2 separate regions of the Mus musculus genome follow, and region 2 is linked to region 1. Evidence: chromatin contacts called from public Hi-C data. All regions are on one chromosome and are shown on one strand. The core of a region is the stretch at or near the end of the contact, and the rest is flanking DNA. Distances in the headings are between cores, read along the strand shown.

Region 1 (6,064 bases), core at 3,175-5,674:
CAACTTGCGATTTAAATTCAAGCTAAAACAAGTAAGCAAGCAAGCAAGCAAGCAAGCAAACAAACAAACAAAAAACCCTCCTCATTGGTCAGATGAAGAGGCTAGACTCAATTATCACTAAGGACTCACTGGGTCTACATTTTCTGATTGCTGCTGGAAACCGAGACCATTTGTTTGTTCTCCTGCAATCAAAGACAATCTCATTCTCTCTTGATTAGTCTAGAGATGGTTACAATGTTCTTTCCTCTTTGCTACATTAAAATAAATCCTAGTTTATTTTGCCTTTCCTCAGAAGAGTCTTTACCACAAATATATCCATCCACGTGCACATTGTATTAACTTTTCCAGGGGAGATGAACAACCATCTTATTACTCCTGGTCAGGTAGCAGTGTGTTTAATTGTAGATCCTTACAGGTGCATTGCAACCCATCAACCTGTTTATATCCCCAGAGAGAGGGAGGGCTGCACAAGCCCCTACCTGCTCTCTACAAACATTAGCGAGCCCAGTCTTGTGTGAATCACATTTGGTCATCACAACTACTGAAGAGTATTGAGTGGGGCATGGCTTCTCACAATCACCCGAGTACCCATGAATTTTTGGGACCTTCTCCAAGGCCTTCGTGTCACCCTCCTGTCACACCGCTATAACAGAAACCCAGACGAGGTCTAAACAGAGTGGTGCTATGGGACTGTATTGGGATATAATAGATTCTGTCTTTCCAAGCTGTGTTCAAAAAGCCAACTCATTTCAGGGAGCTTGCAGCCCATCATCTTCTTTAATTAGGGCCTTTTTGGGCTGAGGCAACATTAACTGTGCTATAAACATGGTGGTCAGCAACTAATGCCCTGGACCTAGTCCCGGCCGGCTGTGCAGAGTGGCCAGTCTGATGGCCTGGAGGCATTGCTGGCGGCTACCACTGCTCCTAGTATTTGGAAATGAAGGACCATAAATGGTGGCTGCCTTCCAATATGTAAATAAATAAATAGATAAATAAATAAATAAATAAATAAATAAATAAATGTAGAGGATGTTGACACTGGCCTCCCTGCCAGACACTAGCTAGCTTCAGACTTCATCTTTGAGGAGACGAAAGAGAGAAGGGTACTGAATAGGCTTTTGAGCAGTAGCCTCAGATCTGCTTGGAACCTCGCCTCATTTTGGAAATCTTTCAATTGGCTTTCTGGCCCTTGCTGGAAAGTGAAACCATTCTGTCAGACATGAGACTGTGTGAGCGTATTCACAATAATTATCAGCAATATCCTGAGATGGAGCCATTTGTAAGGATGAGCTGTTGTCAACAGATACTTCAGCTATGATTTGGAATTGTGGCTCAGCTCCTGGGAGAGTGTGTGCTCAGCCTGCAGGCTGCTTCCAGGCAGTTTAAGGTGCTGAACACACACACACACACACACACACACACACACACACACACACACAGAGACATTGACACACAGGGACACACAGACAGACACAGACAAACAGAAATAGACGCACTTAAACAGAGACAGACAGACAGACAGACAGACAGACACACATACTTACACAGGGAGACACAGTCACATATACAGACAGACACACACTCATAGACAGACAAACTCATACACAACACACACTCGCACGTAGACATGCACATTCACACACACACACACACTAAGACACACACAGACACACAGAGACACACAGAGACAAACACAGACACAGACACATACAGACACACACAGACAAACACAGACACACACACACTAATATAAAACACACACAGACACACACAGAGACACAGAGACACACACAGACACACACAGACAGACACAGACACACAGACACACACACACACACACACACACACACACACACACACACACACACCACTTTAGAAATACTCAACTCTGGGACTTGATCTTGTCAGTCCCCAGGTTCGCAGCCTTTTTATCCCTGTCTCTCTAATTCTGTGTCCAAGGTTTGAGTGAGTCAGGATGTGAAGAAGATGTGCCTGATGCTTCAGCTCTGCCTGTCTTTTCAGAAGAAATAAGTAAATACCTGTGGAATGAATGAATGAATGAATGAATGAATGAGCCTGAAGCTTCTTTTCTGGGACCCACAACCTGCTCGGTCTGAATTTTGAATTCCTCCAGAGCCATACTTGTAGGCTGCCTTCCTCAGGTTTCTTGCCACTTATGCACAGGCAGCTTCCTTTCTTCTCAGGACTTGAGTACCACCCTGAGTGAGTGCCACCCTCAGTATCACCCTAAGTGAGTGAGTGCCACCCTGAGTGAGTACCACCCTGAGTACCGCCCTAAGTGAGTGAGTGCCACCCTGAGTACCACCCTAAGTGAGTGAGTACCACCCTGAGTGAGTACCACCCTGAGTGAGTGCCACCCTCAGTATCACCCTAAGTGAGTGAGTGCCACCCTGAGTGAGTACCACCTTGAGTGAGTGCCACACTGAGGGCTTCCAGGTAGACACTGCTTTCCCTTGGCCCTTGTGTATTCATGGCTTGTTCTGGATCACGTGACTAATGCATGCTCCGGACTTTTTCTACCTTTATTTCACTGCCTTCTCGTTCCTCTCTCCCCTTTCCTTGAGAAATTTCAAGAAAGTTCAGTGCAAACAATTGAGAAACTCTAACAGAAACCCAGGGCAGAGAGGGCAAAGGGCTAAGGAGGAGGGGCCAAGCCCGGTGCCTTCTCTTGAGACCCAGTGGGAAGGGCAGTCTAGGGCAAAGCCTCCATGGAGTCTTAAAAGACCAGCATGCTTCCTTTTGACAGCTGACTTGCAAAGAGTTAACCCTTTGAGGAACCGTCCTGTATGATTTGGCTACTGCTTTGGCTACGGCATGAGTGTGAGGACCTGTATTAGGCTAACAAGCTATATGGTTTGCTACCAGTTTTGACCAGTTTAGATATCACCGTTTTCCCAGAATACTATCAAAGTACCTGAGCAACCCAACTTCCTACTACCGGTTTCGAGATGAGATATTCACACAAAGAGGGGAATTCTGTTTTCCCAGAAGGGCTCTTGTCAGAACTCAGGTTCCAAAGAACCGTGGATTAGGCATGGAAGTTTCCGTGGACCACTTTTGGTTTGGGGGTTGGTGTGGCCGCAAATGCCAGGCTGTTTCCCAGCATCTCCCCCCACTACAAAGCCTAGTTTCTTCCCCTTGGGTTCCTAATGTACTTTTGTTATTTATATCTTTAATTGGGTGAGAGTACCCAGAATTGTAAAAAAAAAAAAAAATCTGAATAAGTAAATAAATTTAAAAATTAAAAAACTCCTAGTTGGTGATGTCTGACTTCCTGTGTTCATGTTGTTGCGCTCTTGTTGCTGTGGGTTTTTGTTTTGCTTCTCGAATGTTGTTGTTTTCCAGGAAAGCTGTCGTTTATCGTGAGAACAGGAGCAGCCATGTGTTGATTTTTCTGGATTCCTTTTGGCTACTGTCCCAGTGCTAATGAAGGCCCTTCCAAAGTGCTAACGAGCTGGTGCCAAAATCAGTTATGCCGAAAACAATGGAGAAGCGTAGTGTGCAGACAGCATGTATACCCCCATATGCACACACGTGTGCATGTGCTCGCGCGCGCACACACACAGATTTAAGATAATATATTCGTGTGCAACTTCCTGTTTGTGCAAATTAGACATAGCTGTTCGTGCAAATATGGCGTGCACGTTGGAACTTCACAAAGGAGAATGTGAGGGTTCCTTTAATGAAAAGACTTATATTTGGCTGCCGAAATCATTCCTTGCTCATAGGAGGAACAAAGTTTCTAGATTTTTCTGGGCACAAATTTTCTAGCTGGGAAGCTAGTTAAAATGTACATTCACGAACTTAAACAGTTTAAGGTGTAATATCAATGTGACTATAGATTTTATTTTCCTGAGAGGAAGATCCTGCTATAAGAACCACCAGGCACTGTTTAGTTTAGGTTTGGCCCCCCTGGATGATTTTAGTAAAGTCACCAGCATTGATCTTTGAGCCCTTTTAAGGTGTTATTTTGTCGCTGGGGCTCTCTCTGGCTTCCATGGCTTCTTCTTGCCTTCCTCTCAGTGTGTAATTACTCTCGCCTCAATTTGTTTACACAGCTTGGAGATGGGGACAGAGTTCTCTGGTGACCGTGCAACTGCAGCAATCACCGTAAAGAGAAGCATTTAGACGCTATAAAACCTAAACGCCCGGCATGCACCATTACATAGCAGTTACTGAAATTTAGCAAATTAAATTAAATAATTTAAATAACTTGATTTCAGGGATTTAAAAATTCATCTCTGTGGAATCCAGTAGTCAGTTTATTATTATTATTGTTGTTCATCAAGTACAATTTATGTTTTTTAATGAATCAAAATCCCTCTTCGGCCGCCCAGTCCACAGTAGCTCTCGGCACCCTCGATTGAGTCGGTATCTTCGTGCGCCATCTTCCGGCAGCGTCTAGTACCACGGCCGCGAGGTATCAGCCCAACCCTGGGCTGCGGAGTTGGGGGAGTCGCCGCGACTGCCAGGGTGGCCAAGTCTCAGTCTCTGCAAAGATTCACGGTTAGGACAATGCTCGAAGCTATTGAGTAAACTGCTCCCGTGGGCTTTGTTATTGTGGGTCACCCTGAAGCACGGGGACAGCCCGGAGAGACTCTGACTGTGGAGGCTGGAGGCTTGTTTTCTGTCAGTGGACGCCTGCTCTCATTCCCCATCAACGACTAGATGTGACTGACCTGCCATTTGTCCCACATCACCGGGAAGCCAGCCGTCCCTCCACAACCCACGGCTTTTCTCTGCTCCACCAGGGCTCCGTTCCAAGGGGCCGTTGCACGTTTAGACGCACAGCCCAGATAAAAACCTGTTTTAAATATTTTATTTCCCTTTCTGAAACAGTCAAAGCCATGTGTTGTTGGGATAATGGAGAGCTGCGCCTTGTTTTTAAGACTATTTTTACACTTATGTTCAATCTAACGATAGTTTAACAAGTAAACAACCATCAGATGATACTGATCGGGGTTGAAGGAGGGAAATCCTTTCCTAAGCAGCCCTTGGCGCCTTGGTTTGACTTATCTCGTTTCGGTTAAGTGCCACCTACGTCTTTCCCCACGTACCCTGGTTTGTAATCCAGTGCACCCACCCACGTACAATGGCTAATAATCCAGGCACCCAGGAAAGGAATCCTCTACCCTCTCGTTGGACCTCTTTCCTGGCTTCTAGGCAGAAGGCAGTGTGGGGAGCTGAGCGCCTGATTGCTTTCCCATTTAACAACTGGCTTGTCCCCTCCCCCACTACAACGCTTCAGCGGAGCAACAGATGGTGTTGGGGGCTTTTTTTTTTTCCCTGAGTTTAAGATGGTTCATTTTGTGCTTTCTCGGGAGAACGATGAAGATTAACTCCACTCCATCGTGAGCTCTTGCAAAAGAGCAAAAGAGAAGATGTGATATCTTCTAAAAAACTCCCACTTCATCTTGCCCCTGTGTGGCCAGTGCGTTCTTTGTCATCTTCAAGTGGAAGTCTCTTCTCTCTTCTTAAAATTAAATCCCTTTCCTCGTCATATCCCCCTGCTTTCTTCTTTCCTAGGCACACACTTTCCATGTCTGCACAGAAAAGAAATGTCAGGAAAAGTTGTCAGACAATTTATAATTCTGTACATGTTAAGTTACGGATCTCTGGAGATTTTGAAGGCTGTTTTATTCTTTCGAGCAAAAGACAAAACTCAGTATCGGCAACAGCAACAGGGCTGGAGAGGCTGCTTAGCAGGCAAAGGCACTTATGCCCAAGCCCAAGACCCTGCGCTTGATTCCAGAGTACCACATGGTGGAAAGAAAAAACAGACTCCCCAAAGCTGTTCTCTGACCTTCCACACCTGCACGGCAATACTCAAGCACTTCCCACACCCCCACACCACACCCCCACATCACCCCTACCCCCACACCACACCACACCCCCACATCACCCCCACCCCCACACCACACCCCCACATCACCCCCACCCCCACACCACACCACACCCCCACACCACACCCCCACACAAGAGAGGGCTTGACTCAGACTTACACATTAAATAAATAACATTTAATAGAGAACAGAAATCACAC
Region 2 (6,708 bases), core at 2,794-5,293, 540 kb after region 1:
GTTATTTTTATTTATTAATTTTTGTTCTTTTGATACCAACCTGTCCTGGAACTTGCTATACAAATCAGGCTGGTGTCAAACTTGCGACAATTGCCCTTGCCCTTGCCCCTGCCCCTGCCCCTGCCCTGATAGAGCTGAGATTACAGGTGTGTGCCACTGTGCCAGCTCCTTGGTTGTGTTTTCTTGCTATTTCAGTATGTTAACAAACAAACCAAAGTCTTCTCTGGAAACACAAAGCTGGTCTATCCTAGCATCCAGTTGAAGCTACTACCGTCTGAGGTTAGAGGACATGAGGACGGCAGCTGGGAATTTCTCAAACCATTCTCCCTTTCTTCTGGTACAGTTTTGAGAGGCACAGGAAAGGAAGAGAAAGGGTGAGATCTGTAGGTGAGACAGATGAAGGGCCAAAGAGGTGCGGAAAGAAGTGTTGTTCTAATAAAAGGATGTGTGCTCGACATTTCACGGTGCTACAGAAGGTGGCAGACAGATTTCTTCCCAGGAAGAATGAAATAGAATGCCCAGAGCAGAACAGCCAGCATCATGTGTGTTTTGTCAATGATTGGAGTGACTAGCATGACCTTACCAACAGGGGATACATCCCAGCAGATGCCTGAAGCTGCAGACACAGCTCACCCCATAGAGAATGTTTTGTCTGTATGTGAACTTCCATTTTTGAGTGTAACTCACAAACAGTCACACTAATGGGCTAACAAAGAGGACTAATGAAACAGAACAAGTATAGCCATGTATTATAATAGATCTTATGGCAATGGGCTTTTTCTCTTTCTCTCTTTACCAAAATATCTTAGCGTACTACACTGTTCTCGGGATGATGTGCGCTGAGCCGGTACCCAGGTGATGAGCTGAAGTGAGGTGACTCTTTTAGACCTTGGTGCACAGTGACCTTCAGACGGCAGTGATTAATGCATGTGGGCATCATTGACCGTGAGTATGCAAAACCACAGATAAAAGCAGACTGTGCACTGTCTAGTGTAAATAAAATGTTTATGTTTAAGGGAAATATAAAATTATATGGTAAGAGTTAGTTACTATAAATGCCATCAGAAGCTACCTGTAGAACCATAAAATAGAAAACACTACGGGAAAAAGCCTATGGCATGCTGAATAAAGTAATTCTCACTGTCCCTTTTGAACTAACGTTAACGCTGCTAATTCTACATCTGATTTAAATAAACTACCCATCATTCTATTTATAGCACATTTTCTTACAAGTTTAATTTTAAGTTAGTCTAGGCATCCATAACTAATATGTTAACCTTTAATTGACTAAATATACTGATAGAATGGTGATAAAGTCATGTGAGTTACTCTGGTTTAGCATGTCACAATTCTCATCGATTTAAAAAAAAAATCAAGATGCTAACAGACCATTTAAAATACCCCAACGTTTTCTTTTTCTCCCCTTGAGAAGCCTGTTTTCCTTTCCTGCCCACATTGTCACAATCATTACACAAATTAGTCTTGGCAAATGTAGAGAGCTCACTGGGAAACACTGGAATGGGATTTTAATGATAAGGAGGAAGTTGCTATTACGGTCCTGCAGAGTGCTTGACAGAGGCAGCACTCTGGTGGAAACAGGTGTCCTGGTTTGTCACGTGACCTACAGTAGTGCTAAAATCCTGCGATGAAAACTAAAAACAAAGCAAATGCGTATTTCAACACAGCTGAAGAACCTCTACTATGCTCGCTGAGACTGGTAATATATGCTGAGCTTATTTAAATCACAGAAATTGCTGTAATTAAACTTCTCTCTAAATCAGTTATGTAAGAGTCAGAAATCTCCTATAATTAACTTATCGGTAGAAGTAATCAGACAATAACCGCCGATGTATTTTAGGAGGCACTGACACTACCGTGGCTGTTGAGTGTAATGACGATAATAAATCTTGCACGGCAGTCATCTCAGACCCTCTTGTCGCAGCTGCAGGCTAGTATTGAGATTACTTTTCAAAGCTTTCAGACTGAGTTGCTTTAAACGCGCTACTTCTACCTCACTCTTCTGTAATATGGGCAGATCACTCAGACCAAGGGATGTGGTCTGAACTGAAGCACCAGGCAGCACAAGGAATCCCAGATCGGATGCAGGCACTAATAACGAAGAGTACCTTGTAGTTTTGGACTGCTAGAGACAGTGAGCGAAAGCATGTCGTGAGCAGCTAAACCACATAGAGTGACAGTGTGTCCCTTCAGGGCAGAGAAGCCTTGACTGAGCTCATGCATACGAGGTGAAGGATCCACATAGGTGGGCTGATCGCCCCTTCGTGACTGGTATCTTCATAGCCAAGTGTGCGTTCTTGTCTCCATAGGTGATTATAAAGGGAAGTACCACACTTCTCACTCCCATGCTTCCTAGTTCATCAAGCCTGTTAGTGTCTTTGTGTATACTCTGTTGCTATGGAATAGAGACGTATGCGATAGCATCACACCCAGTCTAAATTCTCTAGTGCAGTAGAGAATGCAATTGCTTCTTGTACACATGCATCTGTGTGCCGACCTTATACAAACACTTCATCTTTGCGGCATCATACATGAAGGTGATATGTAAAGAAAAAAATCAGGGAAAGACACTGTCAAAACGCAGTGAGGAGCTATTATCAACATCACTAAAATCAACAAGAAAAGGTAGTCCAGTGGTTCAAGGAAAAGTGAGTAAAAACACACGGGTGAGGGGCTCAGCCAGGGAAGCTCACATTGAGATGCTCAGCCGGCCAAATACTAAACGTATTGGGATAAGCACTTCATTAAACTGATGGAATGTCATCAAAATATTTTTAAACGGCTTTTGAAGTCAACAGGGAAGGAGCAAGGGCAGGCAGAGACTGACAGGTGCTGTTCTTAGAAGACTGTTTCTGCTCCAAGGTGGAGTGTTCCAGCCATGCATGCCGCAGTGGAAAGCCCAGTGAACTTAATTAAAGATACTGTAGAAACAGCAGGCTAAAGGGCAAAGAAAAAGGTAGCAAGAACTAAAACTCGGAGACTAGTGAGATATTAACCCAAAGTCTAGCATACATGTAACATAGTTACCCATAAAATCCCCCCGCCACACACACACACACACACATGCACTCACACACACATGCACCCCTGGCCACACACATGCACATGCGCACACACATACACACACACACACACACACACACACACACACACACACACACCACACACACACATGCACACACACACCACACACACACTCACACACACAAACACAAACACATGCACCCTTAACCACACACACGCACATGCGCACACACATACACACACACACACACACACACACACACACACACACACATACACACACACATACACACACACACACACACACACACACACACACACACAATCTCAGAAGCATAAGCCAGCAGCGCGAGGCTTGGTTCTTCTTCCTGTCAGTTTTATTTTTCCTTCCCTTTATCCAAAAGAGCAGAAACTCTCCACAAAAGGCTCCGGTTGTGCCAAACTGCCACAACTTAGCTGCCTGCCTCGGCCTTTTCGTTAAGCTGCACTACAAATGTGATTTTTTTATTTTGGTAGCAAAAATATGACTTATTTTCTACTGCCATCTGGTGTTTTGCTGGAGTGCTGTTTATTCTTAAAATACTATAAAGAGAAAACTTCTAAATGCCTTTTTAGAAGCCTTCACAATATATATTGTTAAAACACATCACTAATTGTGCATACTATATAATGAGTATGGTTATATATACATATATATATTATATATATACATATATATATATATATACATATACATATACATATACATAATTGAGTATTGGTTTAAATCAAAGGAAATTACAGAAATGCCCACGATGAAAACACCATTTTATTTAACAACACACACTCTCACTCCCTCCCTGGCCCTTTAACTTCCTTGCTAATCCTGGTCGTTGTTGGTCACTTGGATGTCTGCAGTAGTCTCCTAATTGCTTTCCCAGCTTCTGTCTTCACTCCCTTGGCCAGAACGAGGCTCTGAAAACACAGCAAATCCCTTGGGTTCCCTTCTTACTGGAGACCAGACAGAAGTCCTAGCTGTGACCTTCAAAGCTCTCTGTGGACTCTCAACCGCTCTGATCTACCCACTCCAACACTGCCCCCCTCCTCACATTCTTCAGCCGTAAATATCAATAACCAATACTCAAGGGCATTGAGCACCTATGCCTTTCGGCCTCAGAGTATTCTCTGTGAGCCTCAGACTTTCCTCCAACATGAAGGAACAAAACTCCCTCTCTGAAGTCTTCTAATCTCTACTGACTGGTCAGTAAGGAGCAAGAAAAAACAATGTTTTTTTTCCTGTTATATACCTTCCCCTCGTGTTTGTGTGTGAATGCATATATCTGCTGTTTTGCACAGAGGAGAGCTTGGCAGCAGATTCTGAATAAGTGTTGAACGAATGGAGGAATAAAAAGTCATTTGAGTGATATCCAGTCAACTGTCTGCACTGCTTTGGTTTGTAGCTCTCACTTGATTTAGGCTCTGGAATATGAATATGTGGAGAAAGATGACATCCAGTGGAGAGAGACTGATATAGCAATTCTATCTAAAGCAGACACATAATTTGATTCCATTTTAAATTTGGGCATCTCAGGGTTGGGAAGACAGCCTGAGGGTAAAGTGCTTGGTTGGCAGACTACAGACATGGGGTTAGATACCTAGCAGTCATACAAAAGCAGCCCATGCCTGCAACCCCAGTGCTGTGGACAGACAGGCAGATTCCAGGGACTTGCTGGTCAGCCAGACTAACCATTTTGTGACCCCCAGATTTCAGAGGAGACCAAAGTGTGGATACTTCGATCCTTCTTAGAAGGGGGAACAAAATACCCATAGAAGGAATTAACAGAGACAAAATTCAGAGCAGAGACTGAAGGAACGACCATCCAGACACTGCCCCACCTAGGGATCCATCCCATATACAATCACCAAACCCAGACACTATTGTGGATGCTAACAAGTGCTTGCTGACAGGAGCCTGATATAGCTGTCTCCTGAGAGGCTCTGCCAGTGCCTGACAAATACAAAAGTGGATGCTTACAGCCATCCATTGGACTGAGCACAGGGTCCCCAATGGAGGAGTTAGAGAAGGACACAAGGAGCTGAAGGAGGTTGCAGCCCCATAGGAGGAACAACAATATGAACTAATCAGCACTCCCAGAGCTCCCAAGGACTAAACCACCAACCAAAGAGTACATATGGTAGGACTCATGATTCCAGCTGCATATGTAGCAGAGGATGGCCTACTGGGTTATCAGTGGGAGGAGAGGCCCTTGGTCTTGTAAAGGCTCTTTGCCTCAGTGTAGGGGAATGTCAGGGCCAGGAAGCAGGTGTAGGTGGGTTGGTGAGAGGGGCAGTGGGGAGGGGATAGGGGATTTTCGGCGGGGAAACCAGGAAAGGGGATAACATTTGAAATGTAAATAAAGAAAATATCTAATTAAAAAAAAAAGAAAGTAATCAAAGTAGAAGTCAGTATCATCATCATCCTATAACATTTTACTTTGAAAAAAAAATAAGGTAAAAAGCGATAGAAGACATCTGACATCAACCACTGGCCTCTACACACAGAACAGGCAAGTGTGAGCACACACAAGCAAAGCATGCACTCACAACTAAAAATAAGATTTGATTTTCTAACACGGTCACAGAATTACAAGTTCCAAGTAAAACAGTCCTTTTCCTGTTCCTATTAGTACTTTTTTTGTCATTTGTCTATTTTGTTTGTTTGTTTGTTCATTTGGGAGACAAGATCTTACTATGCTACCTAGGCTGCCTCAACCTCATGATAGCTCTGCCACAGTCACCTGGGTGCTGGAATTACAGGTATGACCCACAGTTGATCGTCATTAATCTTCCAGTGTGGGATAAAGTGCACAGAAAACCAGTGAACCTGATAAATCATTCTGAGACAAAGTCATTTTAATGCTGTTGGCTTTTATTAACGGTGAAGACTTTTTGGATTTTGAGTTTTGTTTTCATCAGTGACACTCTCTAATGATTCCTGTATCTCACGTCACGCATGGCAGAGTAGAAGTGCCTGTAAAAAGTGTAACTACTGCTGTTACTGTCTGAATCCAGTCAACTATTGTTATCCAGAGACCTGGACTATGGGTTACTTCAATCACAATTTACTTGGCATGGAGGTCTAACTTAGCTGCTTAGCGTGCTAATGTAGCTAAGGGGGTCTTTTAAAGATCCATATCTATCACAGAGACACAAAGGTGTTTTAGCCCCCAATATAAAACATATATGTCAGAATAAAGGAAATCTTAAAAATTGAATAAGTTGAGCTTTATGAGAGAGTGTCTCATGTGATCCACATTGATCAGGATTGGCCAGGTCTTTAAGAGACCGAGGGCAGAGGTAGATGCCGGTCACTGTCAATACTGAGTCAGCCAAGCCGCCCTGCTCAAGAGGACCTGGAGAGTGGGGAACAGAAAACGCCCTTGTCTTTATCCCTTATCTCCAGTTTGCAAACCTCCATCCTTAGGATAAAGGTCTGGAGCAATCCTGTTTTCACTTTTTTTTTTTTTAGTAGTTCCCTAAGCTGTGTCATCCCACATCTCTATGAACTGGGTTATATATCACAATCAGACCCATCCTGGGTATCACAACATCCCTATAGCAGTTAGATCCAGTTATGGGTAATTTAAAAACTTCAAATTCCAATGACGTAAATGTTTACGTTATGCA

Evidence for each region. A called contact is a pair of places that touch in the nucleus more often than the background predicts.
Region 2: a contact with region 1 is called in a Hi-C map of cortical neurons, with 4 times the contacts expected there. The contact joins two enhancer-like sites. A contact is called at or near these places in 2 of 484 Hi-C or Micro-C datasets (both in cortical neurons).

The regions. Positions count from the first base shown.
Region 1 is chr4:9,023,532-9,029,595 of GRCm38.p6, forward strand. No RefSeq gene overlaps it. Among named protein-coding and RNA genes, the nearest start is that of Gm34428, 18 kb to the left of the region's middle. Within about 2 kb of position 4,425, at least 164 of the 459 cell types and tissues checked have an H3K27ac peak or open chromatin away from gene starts, as enhancers often do. A contact at or near this core is called in cortical neurons, where this site is marked.
Region 2 is chr4:9,559,263-9,565,970 of GRCm38.p6, forward strand. All of the region lies in intron 13 of Asph (aspartate-beta-hydroxylase), which reads right to left. Among named protein-coding and RNA genes, the nearest start is that of Asph, 110 kb to the right of the region's middle. Within about 2 kb of position 4,044, at least 15 of the 459 cell types and tissues checked have an H3K27ac peak or open chromatin away from gene starts, as enhancers often do. A contact at or near this core is called in cortical neurons, where this site is marked.